Regions from separate parts of the Mus musculus genome. Here region 2 is linked to region 1. Evidence: chromatin contacts called from public HiChIP or PLAC-seq data. All regions are on one chromosome and are shown on one strand. Each heading gives the region's core, a stretch centred on a gene start, on an enhancer-like site or on the middle of the called end of the contact. The rest is flanking DNA. Distances are from core to core; before and after follow the strand shown.

What was found. HiChIP or PLAC-seq counts read pairs in DNA pulled down with a chosen protein or histone mark.
Region 2: a contact with region 1 is called in an HNF4G HiChIP or PLAC-seq map of pancreatic cancer cells. The contact joins the promoter of Enpp2 here to the enhancer-like site in region 1. A contact is called at or near these places in 2 of 39 promoter capture datasets (liver and trophoblast stem cells), 1 of 484 Hi-C or Micro-C datasets (uterus), 1 of 115 datasets of contacts at active chromatin or transcription factors (pancreatic cancer cells) and 3 of 9 other capture datasets (adipose tissue, liver and pancreatic islet).

Annotation. Positions count from the first base shown.
Region 1 is chr15:54,763,713-54,770,970 of GRCm38.p6, forward strand. It overlaps the pseudogene Gm7577. Among named protein-coding and RNA genes, the nearest start is that of Ccn3, 21 kb to the left of the region's middle. Within about 2 kb of position 4,814, at least 58 of the 459 cell types and tissues checked have an H3K27ac peak or open chromatin away from gene starts, as enhancers often do. A contact at or near this core is called in pancreatic cancer cells, where this site is marked.
Region 2 is chr15:54,918,639-54,925,162 of GRCm38.p6, forward strand. It overlaps Enpp2 (ectonucleotide pyrophosphatase/phosphodiesterase 2), which reads right to left and starts at 1,508. Exons shown (of 25, transcript NM_015744.4): 1 at 1,291-1,508; 2 at 961-1,060. The coding sequence starts at 1,323.

The DNA of each region.
Region 1 (7,258 bases), core at 3,564-6,063:
GATGTGTCAGCTGTGTTGGTGGCAGAGCTATCTTGTTTAAAGACTTCAAGGAGTAATGTACAAAGCAAAGCTACAACTGTTCAATCTTTAACATGGCATGCATAAAATCAATATTTCAGGCTCCTTTGGGAGGTACAGTTCAGCATGCTCTTTATGGATCGTCATAATGACCTCAGCCAGCCCCTCCTGTCCAGTGGGGAAAATGGAATTTCTCAGCCCTTCAGAAGAGACTCAAAATCTGGGCAGTCTGTAGGGCCAGTGGACAGGTTGATGGTTTTCTAGAAGACAAATGTCAGATGTAGGATTTTCCTAGATGCCACACCATAATCAGTTCCATGTGCCCCATACTCACAGGGCCAATCTTACTCACTGGAGACAATTAGAGACGGCAAAGTTTGGGCATGCTCAGAGGACATGCTGAACATGCTTCACTCTCCGGGAGAGTACAAGCATCCCATGCAGATGAGGGACTCATAATTTTATCAGTATTTTTTTATTTCTAGAATGTTGGTGGGAGTGGGGGCTGGAAGGGGGTGCAAGAAGCAAGAGGCTGATACCAGTGATACAACTGCTATCCGCCTCTTCTATCACTTTCCAACTAATTTTTATATTTTTGGTTTTGTGGGCTCAGCAAACTTTATCGATGATATTCAAGAGAGTAGAGATCTAGAGGCCTCCCCCATCATTACGGAGTTCTGGAATGGGAACTGTGAGGGAGATGCTCAATGCTGGGAGCTGAATTGGAACAGAAACTCCTCAGCAGCCCATGGCCTCTCTTTTGATCTTATGTTCCTGCTAGGGTGGATGGTCCAGGACATGTTAATCCTTGGAGGCCATGTAGGTCATAAGGTTCACCATCATGTTGCTATAGAGTATTCATTGGCGTACCAGGAAATGAGCTTTACAACGTTGTAGTTGAGAAGAATGCCAGCCCCAGCATCAAAGGTGGAAGAGTAGAAGTCACTGTTAAAGTCACAGGAGACAACCTCAGTATAGCCCAGGATGCCCTTCAGTGGGCCTGCCCATGCCTGCTTCACCACCTTCTTGATGTCATCAAACTTGGCAGCCTTCTCCAAGTGGAATGTCAGATCCACAACAGACACACTGGGATAGGAACAGAGAATGCCATGATAGCGAGCTTCCCATTCAGCTCTGGGATGACCTTGCCTACATACAGCCTTGGCAGCACCAGTGGATGCAAAGATGATGTTCTGGGCAGCCCAATACCAGTCACACCACAGCTTTCCAGAAGGTCCATCCCCAGTCTTCTAGTAGCAGTGACAGCATAGATTATGATCATGAGTCCTTCCACAATGCCAAAGTTATCATGGATAACCTTGGCCAGGGGAGCTAAGCAGTTGATGGTGCAGGAAGGATTGCTGACAAGCTTACTTCTCGTGGTTCACACCCATCACAAACATGTGGGCATCAGAAGAAGGGGCATCAGATGAGAACTCTTTAGACCCCTCCCTTCTATGGGGTCCCAACATTCTCCATGGTGAAGACACCAGTAGACACCATGACATATTCATCACCAGCATTACCCCATTTGATGTTAGCAGGATCTCACTCCTGGAAGATAGTAATGTGCTTCCCATTGATGACAAGTTTCTCATTCTCAGTCTTGACTATACTGTTGAACTTGCCATGGATAAAGCCATACTGGAACATGTAGACCATGTAGTTGAAGTCAGTGAAGGGGGTCATTGATTGCAACAATCTCCACTTTACCAGGTAAGCTGGCAGCCCTGGAAACCAGGCACCCAACATAGCTTAATGCATTCACTCTGACCTTCACCATCATGTCTAAGGGCAGAGGCTGGCACTGCATGAGAAGATGCAGCTATCTCTGGAACAAGGAGGAGCAAAGAGCCTTCAACTTATTGCCTGAGATAAGGTCTTTCAGTGAACCTGAAACTTATTGATTTGGCTACACCAAGTGGCTGTTAAACTTCAGATATCCTCTTGACTCAGCTTCCTCAGTATTGGTACTAAAGGGATGTGGTGGTTTGAATATGCTTGGCCCATGGAGTGGCACTATTAGGACATGTGACCTTGTTGGACTAGGCGTGGCCTTATTGGAGGAAATATGTCACTGTAGGGGTGAGCTTTCAGACCCTTCTCCTAGTTACCTGATAACAGTCTGCTCCTGGCTTCCTTTTGATGAAGATGTAGAACTCTCAGCTCCTCCAGCACCATGATTGCCATGATCCTACCTTGATGATAATCGACTAGACCTCTGAACCTTTAAGCAATCCCCAATTAAATGTTGCCCTCTATAAGAGTTGTCTTGATCGTAGTATCTGTTCACAGCTGTAAAACCCTAAGACAAGGGCCTTACTGAAATACCTGGTGATTTCACTTGGGTGCTGGGGATCAAATTCCGGTCAGCATGATTGTGTGACAAGCAGTTTACCTACCCCTAATTGTAATCCCTGACCTTTTCAATCTTGGAGAGATAAAAATAAAGGGATGTTTGCAATTTAGATAGTCAAATATCTACCCTTTCTTCCATTGGCATCTGAAACTTTATTTCTAACTGAGGATAATCCAAAGGGGACATGGTTGAGGTCTTACTATTCCATAATAATCAAGCCAAGATGATTACACTTCCAAACTGTCATATGGTTCTATCTGAAGACAATTTTGATCATAACAATGTGAAGCTGTCACTGGCATTAGTGGGTAGAGCTCAGATATGAATCTGAATGTCCCTCCACAGAAGAAAACTATCTGTCCCCATAATGTCCATAGTGTCATTGATGAGATTCTTGAATTAACATAATGATAAAAGACTAATGTTTACCCAATGAAAAAGCTTAAGAGATTAAAAAAATGTTTCACATCATGTTATAGGAAGCAAAAATAAAATGAATTAATTGTTCTAAAAGCAAATAATAAAGATCTGAGCCCCTGCCCACAACATCTTTCTGGAACAGGCAGGTAGACGAACAGACAGACAGACAGACAGACAGACAGGTATACAATACTGCTAGGTCTAACATGGACTCAAATCCTTAGGTGAGTCTGGAGTGCCAGCAGCCTTGGAGGTGGCAGGAATTCTTTTAGGATATTTTATAGCCAGAAATAGTTTGTACCATGTTGGGATCTTGGGAATGGGGAAACTTTGGAACTTTTAGACAGTATTGGAACTATTAAAGACTATAGGGAGTTTTGATGTCAGACTAGACACATTTAGCACTATGAGCTGGCCATGTGCCTATGAGGCTGTGTGGTGGGATGCAATGGTTAAAATGAGGAATGTCTCCTATAGGTTCATGTATTTGAGCAATTCTCCAGTCAGTAGCACCACTTGGAGGAATTACAGAACTTTTCAGACATGGACTTGTTCTGGAAGAAGTACCTCACAGGAAATGGGCTTTGTGAGTTTGTAGGCTCACGCCATCTTGTTTCCTCTTGGCTTCCTGTTTGCTACTGAGTTATGATCTCTGAGGTTCCTGTTCCTACCATATGCTGCCATGCCAAGATGAGCTCTTATCCCTCTGAAAACATAAACCAAAACACACTGTTGGATCAAAAAGCTGCTCCTGATTGTGGCATTTTTATCACAGCAAGAGAAAAATGACTAATGCATGCTCCACCCCACGGCTGAAGATATGCAGTTGGTAGTATTTCATTCCAGAAAGTCACCATACTAAAGCGAGAAGGACTTCTTGACATTGGAGATCAGACTGGAACACAAGTGACTCTACCTTGTGAAGCTTCGTAATCAACCCCTGATAACTATGAGGAAAAACAGAATCCTTGAGAGGAAAACAATGACTTGGTCAAAGAGTGACTGTATACAGGATCTGAGCCTGGGAAGACCATAGCCTCTACATATTACTAGTCCTGACTCCCCCCACTGACCTGTACAATCCAAGTATGAGTTACTTTGAATCAGATTCTCTACTTAAAAAATTCTTGGAAGAAGGAGGAAGTTGGTCAAGGGGCAGATGTGAGAACCTGAATGTCAACCCAAGGCCCTTCCAACTCTTCTTGAAAGGAAAGCCTAGATTCACCCAGGGTGCTTTAGAACACTCAACATTTTGTTTACAGCCAGTACCAAGCAGGATAGTGGAGAGGATGAGGGACTAGCCTTGATCTTCCTCTCTGGAAACTGATCCTCTCCACAGCTAACCTTCTCCGACTGAAAACTCTCAGCAGGTCCTGACTTTACTCCAGACATGGAACATGAGACTAAAAAGATGGAAGCTGAAGTAGGAAAAGATACCACTTTCCATAGTGCTCCTCTAATTGTCCTATAATCTCCCCATATTCTCCTAAGCTGGTGTATCTGGGACCTTCACACTTCACTTAAGGTAGTACTCAGCTGTCCCCACCTCTTTGCATCCTTTTAGGAGCAGGGCATAGAACAAATAGCAATGAAAAGAATTACTACAGAAACCATCCATGCGACCAAATCAGACAGACCAAAAATTCAGTTACCATTATAATTTAGAAAAGTAAATTTCAGACACAACTGGACAAAGGAAGTGCTGCTTAGAAAACGTTCCCTCTTGTGATGCACTGTAGCTGACTTAAGAATCCCCAAGTCCCTAAAGTGTTAAGTTCAAGAGAAATTGACTGAAGAGGACAGGGCTTAAGATAAACATCAGCTGTGACTTACTCCTCAGCCACAGTTGAAGAGAGGGCTCCAAACATGTTTTTTTCGTTCGTTTTTTTCTCTTTGTATCTCCCCTATGTGAGAAACATGGCATGCACAATTGGCGCCTATATTATCCCCTGGCCAATACTTTACCCCAGTTGCCTTAGCAACTGTCAATATTTGTCTGGTATGTCACAGCCCCAGTTGGCTGAAGGCTGGTTCAGCATTGGCTTTTGTGAAATTTAGGGAAGAGAGACACCCAGTGGTCATGCTGTTCTGTTTCATTTTATTTTTACTAGAAACATTTTTAGTAATTTTAAAGTCTAATCCTCTTGTAATGATCAACAACCCACACAGTAAACGTGAGGAAAACATGAAAGGACATTGGTGAACACACTAACCTTCCCTATAAAGGCCTGACAGGAAATATTTTAGACCCTGTAGGCCACATGCTGTCTTTTGAAACTACTCAGTTTTGCTGTTACCATGCAAAACCAGGGGTAGAACTTTTGTCAACAAGAGTAGATGGGTTCCAGTAACATATTTCTGCATGTGCGTGTGCGTATGTGTGTGTGTGTACATGCATGTAGAGTCCAGAGGACAATCACGAATGCTGTTCCTTGGGCACTACCTTTAAGACTAGCCAGGTACTGGTTGAGAAGGCCTGACCTGTCTCCATCATCCCAGCACTGAGATTATAAGTATATGCTCTCATGTCTGACACCTTTTTTAAAAATGGCGGGGGGGCGGGGGCTGGAGATCAAATTGAGATTGCATGCTTACTAGGGAAACACCTTTCCACCTTGGTCATCTTCTCAGCCAGCAATAATAGAAACAGGCAGTAGGCCAGATTCATTCCTCAAGAAATGGCCTCCAAACCTAGCAAGGGAAGTTTGAATCTCTCTTCTTTCAACTTGCATATGCAATTGTGCCCTCTGAATACCCCACATTCAAGAAAGTTGGAGCATCACTGTGAAAAAACATAATATCAACATGCTATTTGTAATGTGGCAGCTATTGAATTTGTCCCAGGCACCGTGCTAAGGACCACACTGTGACAATAGCACACTAAGTTGCTGATTTTGCAACTCCTCGAACTCAAATATTAAAACCTGATCCCACAGTGTGATGACATTAGAAAATGGGGTCATACCAGTACCTTGCAGTTTTTATCACAATTGCTCTGTAGTACAGCTTTAGGTCAGGCATGGAGATTCCACAGGAGGTTTTTTTTTTTTTTTCCTTGAGCAGAGTTTTTGCTATCCTAGGTTTTTTGTTATTCCAGATGAATTTGCAGATTGCCCTTTCTAGTTCGTTGAAGAATTGAATTGGAATTTTGATGGGGATTGCATTGAATCTGTAGATTGCTTTTGGCAAGATAGTCATTTTTACAATGTTGATCCTGCCAATCCATGAGCATGGGAGGTCTTTCCATCTTCTGAGATCTTCTTTAATTTCTTTCTTCAGAGACATGAAGTTCTTATCATACAGAACTTTCACTTCCTTAGTTAGAGTCACACCAAGGTATTTTATATTATTTGTGACTATTGAGAAGGGTGTTGTTTCCCTAATTTCTTTCTCAGCCTGTTTATCCTTTGTGTACAGAAAGGCCATTGACTTGTTTGAGTTAATTTTATATCCAGCTACTTCACCGAAGCTGTTTATCAGGTTTAGGAGTTCTCTGGTGGAATTTTTAGGGTCACTTATATATACTATCCTATCATCTGCAAAAAGAGATATTTTGACTTCTTCCTTTCCAATTTATATCCCGTTGATCTCCTTTTGTTGTCAAATTGCTCTGGCTAGGACTTCAAGTACAATGTTGAATAGGTAGGGAGAAAGTGGGCACCCTTGTCTAGTCCCTGATTTTAGTGGGATTGCTTCCAGCTTCTCACCATTTACTTTGATGTTGGCTACTGGTTTGCGGTAGATTGCTTTTATCATGTTTAGGTATGGGCCTTGAATTCCTGATCTTTCCAAGACTTTTATCATGAATGGGTGTTGGATTTTTGTCAAATGCTTTCTCCGAATCTAATGAGATGGTGCTGGCACAACTGGCAGTTATCATGTAGAAGAATTCGAATTGATCCATTCCTTGTACTAAGGTCAAATCTAAGTGGATTAAGGAACTCCACATAAAACCAGAGTCAGTGAAACTTATAGAGGAGAAAATGGGGAAAAGCCTCGATGATATGGGCACAGGGGAAAAATTCCTGAATAGAACAGCAATGGCTTGTGCTATAAGATCGAGAATCGACAAATGGGACCTCATAAAATTGCAAAGCTTCTGCAAGGCAAAAGACACTGTCAATAAAACAAAAAGGCCACCAGCAGATTGGGAAAGGATCTTTACCTATCCTAAATCAGATAGGGGACTAATATCCAATATATATAAAGAACTCAAGAAGGTGGACTCCAGAAAATCAAATAACCCCATTAAAAAATGGGGCTCAGAGCTAAACAAAGAATTCTCACCTGAAGAATACCAAATGGCTGAGAAGTACCTGAAAAAATGTTCAACATCCTTAATCATCAGGGAAATGCAAATCAAAACAACCCTGAGATTCCATCTCACACCAGTCAGAATGGCTAAGATCAAAAATTCAGGTGACAGCAGATGCTGGCGAGGATGTGGAGAAAAAGGAACAC
Region 2 (6,524 bases), core at 258-2,757, 150 kb after region 1:
CCTTCTCTTCTGGCCCAGCAATCCCTCTCCTCTCTCCCCAAAGAAACACAATGCAGTTTTGTCCCTCAGGCTCCCCGGGGCCACAGTTTTTTAAGATCTGTTTTCACATTCTTTCTCCAAAACACACTGCAGCTCCTTCACCCTCATCACCTACTGTACCTTCAACCTTCTTCTCAAGCCTAAGTCAGATAACTTGCCATGTGGAAGATTCAGTATTCCACTATGCCTCATTTAATAATACACATTTATGGTGGTATAAAGGCAGGTGGTGTTTCATAGAGTGCCAATCAAGAAACACAGAGAAACACCAAATTCCCGGGGAGACAGAAGACATACTGTGATGTCAGAGAAAGGGAAGAAAATATTGCCCCCTAGAGTACCTGTCATTTCGAATGCAATTTTTAATTCTGAAACCATCAGCAGCTCCAATTTCCAGGAAATTAACCAAGCCATTGCTTAAGACCAGGTCAGCTAGGCCCCCTCAGCCTGCACAAACGTTCCTTTATGAAGCCCCACTCCGCTGGGTACAGCCCACTGCAAAGGAGCCCCATTCACTCCAGCTGTGTTAGTTAAGTCAGCTCCGAAAACTCACCTTGCCTTCTTCCAGAAGGAAACACAGCGATCACAGATCTCCTCTCTAAACTCACCTTGAGGGTTCCCCTAGTCTCAGTAAATCTTAGTCCCAAAGTTATAAATAAATTTCTAGTTTCACTTTTAAAAAAAAAAGTTTATTGCCTTTTTTAACTTCCTTTTTTCTCATTCCTAGGATAGAACTTTCTGATAGCAAATAATGTACTTTACACAACACAGCCGTCTCAACCCTCTGTACCACCACGTGGAACCTGTCAGCCCCATCCTTCTCCAACATTAAAGCGATAACCTATTCTCACCTTGGGCTAAATGTATCGCCCTGCACAGTACTGTTAAAGAAACAAAACTGCTAATAACGGATACTCTTACCTGTGGGAGGTCCTTCATCCCATTCGGCCCTCTTAATTCGACTTGCTGTGAATCCTAAGCAGAGATTGACGCCGATGGCAAAAGTGAACAAGGATATTACCTAAGGGGATAAGGAGATCAAGTTGTCAAACACAACTAGATTAGATGCATTCAAAGTGCATGGAAGCAGTTCAGATGACCCTAACAACCCGAATCCTGCCAATTCGGAAAGGCATTCTCAGATGATGTCTGAATTTGAACAAGGAAAAAGAAAAAAGAAAAAAAATCGAATTCAAATGGTAGTGATCGGAGAGATTCGGCACCTCGCTAGTCACCGTACCATCCTCCTACCTGGTATGACCCGAAACAGCCTTGTCTTGCCATGCCGAGGGATTCTTGGAAAACCTCTGCAGGGTGTTCTCTGCTTGCCCTGAATGCTCTGCTTTCGGGGCTCTGCGTTCAGGCTGTTAACTCCAAGCAATCCCACCTGGGAAGTTGACAGGCGCATCTGATTCGTGCAGAGCTCGATTTCATCACAGTTGGTTCACAAATTGCAACTCTGAGCAGAAGAGGCTTAAGGCAACATCCTTCTTGGCCCCACCCCCCGACCGGCCCCTCCCCTTGAACAGACACTTTCATGTGGTATCCTTTGGCAACCGGAGGACTTCTTGTGTAGCTGTGGCCAATAACAGTGCATGTTCGATTTTTTTTTTCTTCCCTCTCAAATACATGGTTTGTCAAAAGAGAAACCAAATGTACTTTATCCGATAAAAATGAATCAGAGCTGCCCAGAATTTCCCATCAGCTCGAAGCGTTTACTATGTAGTTATTTGATGCCCTCAACCCCCCAACTTCAGGGTTTTTTTTTTAAACAAGGGGGGGGGGTACAATTTATAAACCAAACAAATCTCTGTCTTTACCATTTGTTTATTTTTCTGGCAGTTGGAATGACCCTGTATCTATATAAATACATTGTCAGCTACTTCTGATTCCTTGGGAGCTTCACACAATGGGAGCTTCCAAAATTGCAACTCACACGAGAGATAACATTATTTTCCCTTCATGTTGTTAAATTTTACACTAGTAACTTTTATCAAAATACTGGGGCTGCCAGCTTAAGCTGCATAAAGCCCTTCTGAGTATGAGAAACAGACAATATCATTCCAGTCTCTACCCATTCCTGACAAAAGTCAGCTTGTCTGTGGAGTGGGGGTGGGGTAGGACGCAGGCATAAAGGACAGTAGGGGAGGGAGCTTCATTAGCCTTGAATTTAGCTTGAAAGTGGCAATGGCTGCAAGAATTCCTGTCAAATGCGCATCTCCTTTGAAGAGACTGTCCCGGGAGGCTCTTGTGTGTGTTGAAGCTTCTATCCTAAGCAATTTTGCAACTTGGCAACCACACCAAATTTAGAAGCCTCTAAATCGGAAAGTCGTTTCCATATTATATGCCTTTAGGATTCAAATGAGGGGAGGCTTGTTTTTGGCTTTCCCCTACCGGGCCCCTTGACGATCATTCTTGCAGAGCACATATGTGCATACGTAAACAAACAGGAACCTTCCAGGCAGCAACTGCTTAAAGGAAGCCCCCGTGGCTCTGCTCGCATAAAACCCGATAGCACAAAAGCCAAGAGCTTGTTTACGTGGATCGCAGAGTAAGCCTGGGTTTCATTAGAAACTCTAGAATTTAGTAAACAGCTCATTGAAAAGAAGAAGAGACACTGCCAGACACTCAGTGGCTCTTCTAGGATCCTCTTAGCTTTGGACTCTCGCAGAGCGGGCAGGCTATGAATTTATCTACAAGCCTCTTGCTTTAGTCTGTATGCCAAGCTAAACTGATCTGGAGTTCATTATTTAGCAAGGCTTCTAAAAGATGTTAACCCCATGTAAGGTTTTTCTACTATATATTCCATCTCGAGATGCAAATCTGCTGTTCTCAGGGAAATCTGTAAACCAAAAGGAAATCATTGGGTCTGCACTGTTATTTCAGTGTACCCTGCATGCTACAGAGGATCTGAAAACAAATGGCCTCCTTTTCTCTCCAGCCTCCCCAGCCTGTAGGTCCCAGAAACTTGAGACTTTCTCTGACATAGAAACCCATCTCTAAGAAAACCTAGGCTCTCCTTGGAAGGAAAAAAAAATACAGCTCAGAAACTGAAGATCATTTTGTATTTTGTTGTTTTATTTTTATGGAAAGCAAACTAGCTGTGCAGGAGAGAGGGGGCCACAAAGCGTGAGAGCAAGTTGGTCACGTATATCATGATCTGTACAGCACTGGATTACCCATTGATCGAAAAGGATCAAGATGAGCCACTGTTTCTGTGAGCCATTCTGCCAAAGAATTGTATTTTCACCCAGATCACTGTGCATCAGGGACTGGACAAAGCATGCACACATGAGCATGCACACACCTACATACACGTGCATATATACAAATATACACATGCACACACATACACATGTACATACACATACATGTGTACACATAAACATGCACATACACATATAAGAATATACACAGGTGTCTAAATGCATACACACCATCTAGCTATAGTTAAGCAAATTGTGTGTGTGTGTGTTTTATATGTGCATATGTATATGAAGGTATATGTGCTTTCCATGTGTGGAAGCCACAGAAGGGCTTTGAGTGTCCTTCCTTATTACTCTGTCCCTTATTCTGTTGAAATAGGGAGTCTCACTGAAGCCCGAGCCAGGCTAGCAGCCAGAAGTCCTCAGCAATTCTCATGTCTCCACCCCCAACAGGGCTGCTGGGCAAGACAGAAAGCAAGCAGATTTTTACTACAAGGTAATCATTATAGATTAGGCAGTCAGGAGGATAGCCTTATCTTGGCATCGAATCAACTGTAAAACACAATTAACTCTCATTATCTCAAATAAAGAAAACTCTGAGCCTGGTAATGTAGACAATAGGTCAAAAAAAATCCACCTAAAATACTAGACTACAGTACAAAATATTTCAAAAGAAATAAAGCTCACCTGTTATTGTGTTTAAGGTTTTGACACACATCGCTGGCTGGCTCAATACAGCAAAAAGAATATAGGGGCGAAAAAAAGCTGTAAACGTCCAGTGTGGCTTATGAACCCAGCATATTTCAGAGAACACTGCCCTCTGGCAGAGAAAACCCTAACCCTGTAAATACCTGGTAAGCAACTTGGCCTCAAGAACACTCTAGTCTCCAACGTTATGGCCCATAAGGATCCCCCTGAGGAGCAGGTATTAAAATGTGATATGTATGCCTTGTCCCGAGATTCTACTCCACTGGTTCTAAGGGGTAAGAGAAGAAAGGAGACTTTAGGGGACAGACAAGAAGGACACAATGGTTTGTTCTGATACAAGCCATGCAAGGACCACATTTAGGAAAACATAAGAATAAACGACAGTGACTTGATTGTCAGTGCCTCACATGTCGAACGGCTGGACCTAATTCATAATCTAATTTTAATCTATTACTAATAGTGTTCACTGGACTTTAACTTTCCATCTCTCAATGACAAGCTGGGGCGCTCCAGCAGGGGAGTATTCTGGATGCTGGGAACTTCAGAGCAGTGACTTATTTACTTTGCTGTTTATACAAAGCAGCAGTGTGTTGCTTGATTGCGATACAGCAGTTGCATTTACAGAAATGCACAGTCTATCTTTTCATGAAAGGGTTCTATGGCTCCTTGTTCTCAAGCCCTGACCAAGATAAGAAGGTTTGGGGTGACCCCGTGAGGTTTGAAAGCTGTGTGACTGACACTTGTCATTCTCACTGCCAATTCTGAAACTGTCTGGAACTCACTAAAACTTTGTCCATGTCCTGTTTGTTTCTCATTATGCTGAACTGCCTTGAGTTGGCTTCGTATCGCTCCAACTGTAACTACAACAAAACACCATGACCATTAGAAAATGGCACTCCTGTGTATTTCCCCCAAATCTAGTTGAAAAGTCATGATGTCTTGTCTTTTAAATTCTGTTTTGGCTGAGGACAACTAGAAAATTCAGAATTCGCAAAATGAACAACAGTCTTTGTTTCCCAACCTAACGGGCAGAATGCTTTGACAGCTAAAAGAATAACAAGCTGGCTCACTGCTTCCACAATTCTGGACTGCAGATGGGACTTAAGATGCTAAGTTGCAAGAGTGAGGTTTTAGGAATAATGTATGTTCCAGGCATTAACCAGAAGAGAAAAGGCAAGCTTCAATACAAATGCCAAGAGGGCTTGTTCTCTTAATTAGCACACAATTTAAAGCTGAAATCAATACCGTCATGTTTCTCAGAGGATTTAATTTATGTTGTAACTATGTGTTACACAGACTGTGTATGTGTTATACATCGAACAAGAATTGCACACACATTGATCTGTGAGTAACCGTTCATCATTCAATATTCACTAGTTCTTATGTGTGCTAAGCATTGTTCTCAGTACACAAGGAAGGTGAACCAGACATCAGCTATGTCCTCTGCATTCAACTAGATGCAGAGGTATGTGTAAAATAAAACCTGTGGTCTTTGCAGACATGTAAAGTTGGTGATCTTTTGAGAAGACAGAATTTAGGTTTCATCTAGTTAAGAGGCTCACAGAAGACTTTGTACAGTCAATGGAGCTGTGATTTGAAGGGTAGGGGCAAATGGTCAGATTCAGAGAGTACGAAGAATTCTAGGCAGAGGGAACCCAATGTGCAAAAATTATATGTAGGATGAAGGTAAAATTCATGAAGACCAAAAACCAGCCAGCTTAAATGAGGTTTGGAGAACCAGCGTGGGCAGAAGTGACGCCAGAGTGCAGAGGTTAAGGAAGGCCAGTCATGTGGCTTTTCAAAGGTAGCCGGAATGGCATTATCTTTATCCTTAAAGCAACAGAAAGCCCTTAGAAGGCTTAAGAAGGTAGGGGTTTAATCAGATTTTAAAGCTAATCTCTTTCAAGTGTGAATACAATTTGCAAGGAATCAAGAATGGATACAATCATTGGGCTTAAAAGAATGACATTCAGCCAGCACCAGGGAGTCCCTGGTCGGTGTGGACAGGAAGAAAGGCTAGGAGTAAGGAGAAAGATCTAGAAATAAACCAGATGGGGGAGTTGAAGGGCTAGTGAGTTTTTTTTTTTTTTTTTTTTTAAAGATTTATTTATTTATTATATGTAAGTACACTGTAGCTGTCTTCAGACACTCCAGAAGAGGGCATCAGATCTTGTTACAGATGGTTGTGAGCCACCATGTGGTTGCTGGGATTTGAACTCCGGACCTTCAGAAGAGCAGTCGGGTGCTCTTACCCACTGAGCCATCTCACCAGCCCCGTGGGCTAGTGAGTTTTAAGGATGACTTTGGAGTTAACGAATACTTACCAATTACCATGACCACATATCATCTTAGGAAAGTCCCGTATTGTGTCTGCATTGGAATATGTAAATGTGTCTAAATGGGACACACACACAGCTGGGAAGATGGCTCAGTGGGAAATCATGTGCCTCGTGGGTGTGAGGAATTGCATTTGGAGCCTCAGAACCCATGTAAAAAGCTGGTGTTAGTGATGCGTCTGTGTCTCCAGTGTTCCCCTAGGAGAGTAGTAGAGAAAAGAGAATCCCCAGGATC